Linked DNA regions of Mus musculus: region 2 is linked to region 1. A link is a contact called in public Hi-C data. All regions are on one chromosome and are shown on one strand. Each heading gives the region's core, a stretch centred on a gene start, on an enhancer-like site or on the middle of the called end of the contact. The rest is flanking DNA. Distances are from core to core; before and after follow the strand shown. Region 1 holds the start of Dact1 (dishevelled-binding antagonist of beta-catenin 1). Region 2 has its middle 17 kb from the start of 4930404H11Rik.

Region 1 (4,074 bases), core at 459-2,958:
GATCTTGAGATTCAGGAAGACAAAAAAAAAAAAAAAAAGGTGCTATTGTACAAGACAATACCGAAATGTAAACGACCAGTCACAACCAGAAAGAACTGGCTCAAATTCACGTACATACAATTCTGTTCTTCTACCAAAGAAACAGTAAAAATGCCAAAACAGAGCTATTGCACAAACCACAGCACACATCCTTACAAAATAGATACGTGGTCCTTGCTCACGACCTATGACTTCTGAAAGCTTAGAGACGTAAGCCATATGCTTGTGTGCCAAAAATTGAATTTCATCAGAAAAAAATGAATTAAATAAAAGCACTTTGATGCTCTGTAACTACACAAAAAATCTAGAAAACCGTAATACAAGAAAACACGTGACAACCCACAACATCACTTTCAGGGGGCCATTATATAGCTTAAGTAGTCTAATACAACACGCTGGGATAATAATCTTTTTGCTGTTTCCAAAACTACATTTTGAGGTCACTGAAACAAAGCTGCCGCCATTATTTTGAGGCAGCATCAAAAGCTGTTCTCAACACATGAAGGTCCAAAGTTCTTTTTCTTCCTTGCTAATGAAGACTGCACAGAACGACTGAGACAGTGACAGAAATCCAATAAGATAAATACTCCCAGCGAGCAGGTTCTCTCTTCTCCCACCTCCACCACCAAGCACAGCTGGCGGACCGGATAAAAGAGGAGGGGGCAGGGTCTCCGGCCAAATTGCCAGTATTTGCATCTAGTTTTAGCTGCCTTATACAAAGGACTTCTATTTAAAACTAAGCACCAGCCCAGGCAAAAGAGACTTGCAGGAGAGAAAGCACCGGGTAGGGCACGGCTCCCAGCAGGAGCTTCGCCGTAACCGTAAAACTCAATGTTGGACAGTTAGGCAAGCAACAAGCCTCTTCCTCGCTTTTGTGCGCACCCCCCCCCCTCCTTCCCGGGGAGGGATAACCAGGGAGACCATAAGGTGAAATGGCATTTTAAGTGGGGGTTGCAAACCTCGGAGGAAGGGGGCATGCAGTAGCCTAACTTTAAGGCTGGAACCAAGGGACTCCAAGAATTCCAAATGCAGGATAGATGAGCAGCCACCCCTCCCCGCAATCCGCCAGCTCCTCAGGTGACACAAAGCAGGCATCCGCCAGCAACGCGTGGAAGTCATGGGCAGCGGGCATCCGAGACACCACGGGCTCAGGGAAAATCGAGGTGGGGGTCACGTCGCGGCCAGGGATCCCACAGCCAGAGGCCATCAGCCCACCCTCCAGACAGGCCACCGGCCACCACCTACCAACTGCCTTCGCAGCAGCAAGATGTTCTCTTCCAGGAACTTCTCCTCCAGGCGGCTGCGCTGCGCCGCGTCTCCCCGCAGCTCCCCGGAGCGCGGCGCGACGGTCCCCACGGTCCCGGAGCAGCGCAGCGCACCGCGCACCAGCAGCTCTTGGCGTTGCCGCAGGTACCCCAGCTCCGCCAGCCCCGCCAGCGTGGCCTCCTGGCGCTCGCGGGTACGCTGCCGCTCCGTGTCCGCCTCGCCCCTCTCGCGCCAGCGCCCCTCGGCCTCCGCGCCCCGGCCGGGGCTCAGCGGCTCCGGCTCGCGCGCTGCGTCCGGCTTCATGACCCCCCGAGGCCCCGCCAGCCCGGGAGCAGCAGCACACGCTAGGGCCCCGGCCGCGAGCTCATGCCGCCCGCACTCGCATCCCGCGCTGCTCCCGTCTGCCGCCCCGCAGCTGATAACGCCCCGGCCACGCTACGTCACTCCCGGCCCCGACACCCCGCCTGCTCGCCCGCCCGCCCGCCGCCGCCTCCGCCGGCTCGCGGCGATCAGCTCCTGTCAGGCGCCGGGGCCGCCTGCGCCCCGCCCCGGCCCCGCCCCGGCTCCGCGCCCCCTTTTTCGGTCCTGCGGCACCGCGGTCCCCTCGGCGCCGATTGGCTCGGCTCCATCTCCGGCAGCGGTGGCGGGTGAGGGCCGAGCATCTTGTTACAGCCAGCCCCGAGGGCCGGTCCGCGGGCGCCGTGGCTTTGGGCTCCCGGGACAACTTTCTGAAACTTAACCCCTTCCTCACGTGTCCACGCTCCAAGTCCTCTCCCTTGGCTCTGGGTTTCTTCATCCCAAGCTAATGTCCACTCGGTACTCAGAACACCACTTCTGTAGACTTGGGTTTGGAGGTCGCCTTTGTTTTAAACTCTATTTTGTAACTGGAAGGAAAAAAAAAAAACAAGCAAGGACGTTGTTCTAAAACTCTTTTTGTTTGTTTCAGCTTTTAATCGGAGCTTTGCTGAAGAAGGCCTTTCAAGTCTTACAGAAGGATGCTGTTGTGAGGCCAGCGTTCGCATCAATTCCTATAAAAGCCCAGACTTTATGAGGGGTGGCGTGTGAGCACCTATTGTTTTGTTTTGTTTTGTTTTTTACCGTTCCTTAGCTTCTGTTCACTAGAGCCCTGACTCCGAATCCAGACTGTCTGAATCTGATTCCACGAATAGCAAGTTAAGTGCCCTCCTTGTGCCTCCGTTTACCCAATAGTAAAATGGAGCTAACAGACCAGTCTATTCTAAGAATTACAGTGGCAAACGACGTATAATACATATGCGGTGGTCCAGCACATAAATCTTTAAATAGTTATCTCTCTCCGGGAGGCAGAGGTGGCACATGCTTTTAGTCCCAGCACTTAGTAGGCAGAGGCAGGCAGATCTCAGGGTCGAGGACAGAGAGAGAGAGAACGATATTGTGCTCATGGGGTTTCTTCCCCGACCCCAGGGGAACTTATTTTAGAATTCCCCTAAAATACCATTCAGGATTTGACCTTGTGTCCTTGGGATGCCACTCAGTGGGTATTTCATTGGCTCGGGGATCTATCTGGAAACGCCATTAGCTGGCTTATGGGAGCTGCACCTCATGCCTTGAATCCTAGAACCTCAGAAATTAAATTTAGGGAGTCACAATTTGAGATCATTAAGACAAAGTGTTCTATGAAGGAACACATTTCAGGTCATGACTTCAGAATTTTACACCTTTGCCCAGCTGCTCACTTCAGCAAGGAATTCTCTCTCTTTTTACTCTCTATGTGGTCTAATCTTCCAAGATCAATTTGTTCATGCCCTATGCCCCATACCCGCCCCCCTGCCCCCACTGGTTAACTGCATGAGTGCCTGGTCTTTCTCACACACTATTGTCTGGTTCTCTTTCTGGGCACACACAATCTGTGTGCTTAGGTGTTCCTTGTGTATCTTCTCTCCAGCTACGTCATAAAAGCTCCCTGAAGGCAGGAACTGTTTTAATACCCTCATAGTACCGGTGCTCTCGCTAGGTGCAAGGCCTAGAAGCATGCCACTAATAATTACCAGAGGACACTCCGGAGGATGCAGGATAGTTAGAAATTGTTCTTCTATTAGCATACTTTTAAACGCAATAGTTCCCACTTAATCTCTACAACAAATAGAATTAAGTTGACCTTTATCAAGAAGACGCAAACAAAAGCAAGCACTTCCTTGCCTCACACTCACACCCGTTATCCCCCCCCCCAGCTACACAAGCACCCCCACCCCCTCACCCCCCACCCTGCCTCCTACCTCCCACAGACATAAAATGGAAGACAGCCTTGATTCGTAATTAGCATGATGTAAAAATGGAATCATATTCAGGTGTTCCCAGATGTACAAAGCTTACGGGACACACATTCTTTATGCCTACTGTGTGTCAAACACTACACAAGAGCTAAATTTGCTTCCTAGTTTCAGGAAGACAAATTTAGAATAATGTCCTGCCTTACATGACACAGGCCACTCTCCCAAGTCCTCTGCCATTGTTCCAATCTACTCATTTCTAAACAGACCTCTTGCTTTCCTAGTTCTGAATTAGGTTCCTTCTGGCTGGGTGGACCCTGTTATTGTGGCCTGTGCTATGTCACACATTGACAACTATATTTATATAGTCGAAGGGGTGGGAGAAGCTGAAACGTGTTTTTACACACTGCTAATAAATCTTGTTACAGCTGACAGACATGTCGCTGTGTCTCCAAACTTCTCCTCTACCTTCCCACCTCCCCCCAACACACACACACCCTGCCCTCCCCCGCCCCCAACC
Region 2 (3,913 bases), core at 440-2,939, 210 kb before region 1:
AGTTACTTCCTTGATCCTGCCACTGTGGCAGGAGATTAGGGGCTGGAGCTGGAAGCATCAAGATTAGTCTGAGAGACAGCGTTCCTCACCTGGGCTTCAAGTAAAGAGAGAAGCATTACATGAGAAAAGACTGTGGCCTACAAATGCGAAGGGCAGTTTTACCTGAAAGACCTGTGAAGGGCCGTGCCCTAGAAAGGCGGGGCTTGGGGAGCTTTTGCTGTGAGCTCAGTGGTCCGCTCCTGAGTGCTTTCCCTGACTTAATAACTGTCTTTGTTTCTAATTCCAACTATACGTCTATGCCTCTGGCACAATCCATTGTCCTGGGACACAGGAGCCTGGATTTGGATGGCCTCAGTTCTGGCGCCTGGCACTAAGCATGCTTTGTTTTTTGTTTTTTGAGGGTGCATTTTTCCCCCGGGGGGGGGGGTGTATTTGTTTGCTTATTTGTTCTTTCCTTCACCATTTCTTTATCTCTTTTTCAGATACTCTCTGAAGCTTAAGCAGCCTCTTGGACGCCCTGGGATGTCTCACTGTTTGTCTGCCCTTCGTGCTGATTTTAAAAGGCACGGTTCTCTGTGCATTGCCCTCTCTGGGCAGCTGCTGGGATTTTCAGTGTCCCAACCTGCTCTGTTTGGGGGGGGGGGGTTGGTTCTTTGTTTCCTCTCAAGCTCTAACAAAGCAGTCCTCCAGCTTCCCTCTGAGTCTGTTTTCTTTTATTAATGAGATTTAGAACCAATCTCCCCATAACACTGTATTCACACAGTTGCCATACATTTGTGAATCTTTACTATAACTTTTTTTTTTGCTGAGCCATGCATTACAGTTTCAAAATATTCTATATTTAGCTTTAAAAATTCTCTTTGGGAGGATGAAAGACAATAAAGTGAAGAAAAGTAGTGAAGTAAAAAAGTTGATTATGATCATCTCAAGTCAAAACTATTAGCATACAAGTCTTTTATACTAGCCCCTCACACACTCTAGGCAAGTGCTCTACCACTGAGCAACACTGCTGGCCTTCCTAGTCCAGCACTCTAACCCTGATGAACAGAAAATAGGCCACTAGACAGGAATGACTTGGAACTGGACATCTGCATGCTGCCTAAGTATATTGTATCTTCTAGCATGTATACTGTAGAAGAAGAGAAGAGAGGTGGTTCACTGGTTAAGAAAACATAGTATTCTTCCAGAAGACCCAAGTTCAGTTCCCAGCACCGTGATGAGTGGTTTTCAGCCTTCTGCAGCTCTTACTCCAGGGGATCTAACAAGTCAGACCTCGTGGATACCTGCAATCAAGTGTACATATGTTCACACACACACACACACACACACATAATTAAAAGTAATTTAAAAATTAAGGTTTTTGTTTGTTTTTAAGGAAAAGCAAGAACACAAAATAGGTCTCCTAGTTTTGTAAGAGCAGCGAGTAAGGAAGTAGTTTAGAGTTAATGAACTAATGTAAGACCCAATCCAACAGTGGGGAAAAAATCCTAACTCAGTGGGAGTGGGAGAGAGTGAAAAAAGTCCGCTGGGGGGCAAAGTTCCCAAACAGCCAGAGGCAAAGCAGGAACTTCAAAGTCAGCAGGGGAAATGAATAGGGTGTGAAAGTGGAGATGAGCTGGGTCCTGCTTCCCCCCATATCCCCCAGAGGTCTGGATAGCATCCATAGTCAACAGCAGATGGGAACACTGAAGAGGGAGGCTGGGCAGGGCTGACAATTGAAGCCGAGTAATGAAGGAGGAGAGGAGCAGAGAAGGGGTGGGGTGGTCCAGAAAGAGAAGCGAAGCAGAACGCTAGTAGTTTGTCAATTTTATCTTCCTCTTGGGCCTCACAGAAGATAAGAGAGGTCAAGCTCCGTAGGTGAGGGAGGGCATCGGGCAGACACTGCAGGGAAAGATTTGTGTTGGGATTCTCCCCACGCTTGCCAGAGAGATAGTGGGGCAGAAAGCCTGTGGTGTGATTGGGGCGGGTTCATGTCTATCCTTCATAGTCATTTAGATTCTAGGAGACAGAACCAGTTCTATTCCAGGGGAAATGTGTAGGCACACAAAAATGATTTTGTGTCAATTCTGTTTGGCAGGTCAAAATTGGATATTACATTTCTCAAATGTGAACATTAAAAAAAAAAAAGCTCAGGCTTTGTGATGTTGTGAGGAAACTACCAACAATGTTGGAACGGATACCCAGAGAGAAAGGGGGAGAAGGGTTAGAGGAAGAGGGAAAAGCTGACCTCCTTGTGGAGTAGTTTCCCTTTAGAGATGGGAAAGGTATAGGAGAATACCAAAATTATATGACAGGAGAATGGTGGAAAGGTAGATGGATGGATGGACGGACGGACGGACGGACGGGCGGATGGATGGATGGATGGATGGATGGATGGATGGATGGATAATAGAGGGTTGGATGAATGGAGGGAGGGAAGAAGGAAGGGAGGGAGGGAGGGAGGGAGGGAGGGAGGGAGGGAGGGAGGGAGGGAGGGAGGAAGGGATCACTGATATGGACAAAGAGATTGGATGAAAGATGGATAAACCTAAAAGATAAAGACAGGTTGGCAAGATAGCTCATCAGGTAAAGGCACTTGTGACTAAGCCTGACACCTGGGAGCCCCTGTAGTAGAGAGAACTGCCTTCCAAACATATGCCATGACATGCACAGGCACTCAAGTGCATACATGCACAAACATACACTGAATGAATGAATGGATGAATGAGTGAGTGAGTGAGTGAGTGAGTGAGTGAGTGAGTGAGTGAGTGAATAAAATGTTCAAAGGACAAGAACCATGTGTACAAAACTTATTTCAATGTTGTAAAAGACTGAGGAAAGATACTCAAATAATCTCTTTAAAATAGAATTTTATATAACCTTTGTAACAACAAAACTCAAACGTATTTATGTAAGCAGTCCAATCCATATCAAAACAAGGAGAGGCCAACACAGCTGGGCCAGTTAACACAGACGAACCAGTGAGCCAGTAACATCTGCCAAACAAATGTGGAGATGACTCCAGAGGCTGTAAATCGAGACAGCAAGGGAAGATGAGGAGGGAGAGCAGAGCACAGGAAAAAGAGAGAAAGGAAGAGAAATTTAGGAGCGAGAGTGAAGACAAAGGGGTCTGCAGGTGGAATAATAAGAAACTAACAAATACAAGAGAAACACTAGCAGGAGATACGCAGCCCAGGAAATACAAATTAGATGCATGAATACATCTTATAAGGGTAGGGAATCTTTATGTGAAGATCAAGCCAGCCTATGGCCTGGGAAAAGGTTGGCTGCCAACCTCACTGTTCAACCTTGCAAGTGCTCATGAGAGACTTACTCTCTCAGCTCCAGGTTCTGGCCTTCAGTCTTTCAAGCTCCAAAGCTGAATGCTGCCAACTGTGGGGCAGGATCCAGGGCTTAGGCTCACAGAAACAGACAAAGCAGGACATCACTTTGTACACACAGACACGCTCTCTTCCTGCAGGCGGTCCTGGAAAGTAAGCAAATAACAGTTGGAAGGTCTCTCAGCGAAGATGGCGTTGCCATAAAAAGAAGTCACAGAGAAACAGAATTAAGCTCTCAGACTGAGGGGCATAAGCCTTTGGCGTTTGCCAGCTGTGTGGCCTTGAGCAAGCAGTTTAATCTCTGTGTCTCATCTATTAAATGGAGTATTCTGATATCTACTGCTACATAAGAAATCACACCAAAGCTAAGCACAAGTTTAAGACAACTGTCATTTATTTTGTTCACATAACTGCTATTACATACTATATGTGGTGTTGCTGAAGTGATCAAATATGGACCAGAGGACCTATGTACATGATGTTACGAAGGAACTCAGTGAACGATAAGGAGTCAGGGTTCTCCTTCTAGCCATGGGCTTGTCTAAAGGCTTCCAAGTGCTCTTTAAACCACAATGGCTGGATTCCAAGAGCAA

Evidence for each region. A called contact is a pair of places that touch in the nucleus more often than the background predicts.
Region 2: a contact with region 1 is called in a Hi-C map of uterus, with 3 times the contacts expected there. The contact joins the enhancer-like site here to the promoter of Dact1 in region 1. A contact is called at or near these places in 9 of 39 promoter capture datasets (the 3T3-L1 cell line, HPC-7-derived erythroid cells, cranial neural crest and 6 more), 5 of 484 Hi-C or Micro-C datasets (cerebellum, nephron progenitors and uterus), 21 of 115 datasets of contacts at active chromatin or transcription factors (bone marrow-derived macrophages, craniofacial prominence, embryonic basal ganglia and 11 more) and 3 of 9 other capture datasets (embryonic stem cells, embryonic tail and embryonic trunk).

Annotation. Positions count from the first base shown.
Region 1 is chr12:71,307,518-71,311,591 of GRCm38.p6, reverse strand. Dact1 (dishevelled-binding antagonist of beta-catenin 1) reads right to left here and starts at 1,708. Exons shown (of 4, transcript NM_021532.4): 1 at 1,285-1,708. The coding sequence starts at 1,608. It also overlaps a transcript of 2700049A03Rik not described here.
Region 2 is chr12:71,522,142-71,526,054 of GRCm38.p6, reverse strand. No RefSeq gene overlaps it. Among named protein-coding and RNA genes, the nearest start is that of 4930404H11Rik, 17 kb to the left of the region's middle. Within about 2 kb of position 1,689, at least 6 of the 459 cell types and tissues checked have an H3K27ac peak or open chromatin away from gene starts, as enhancers often do. A contact at or near this core is called in uterus, where this site is marked.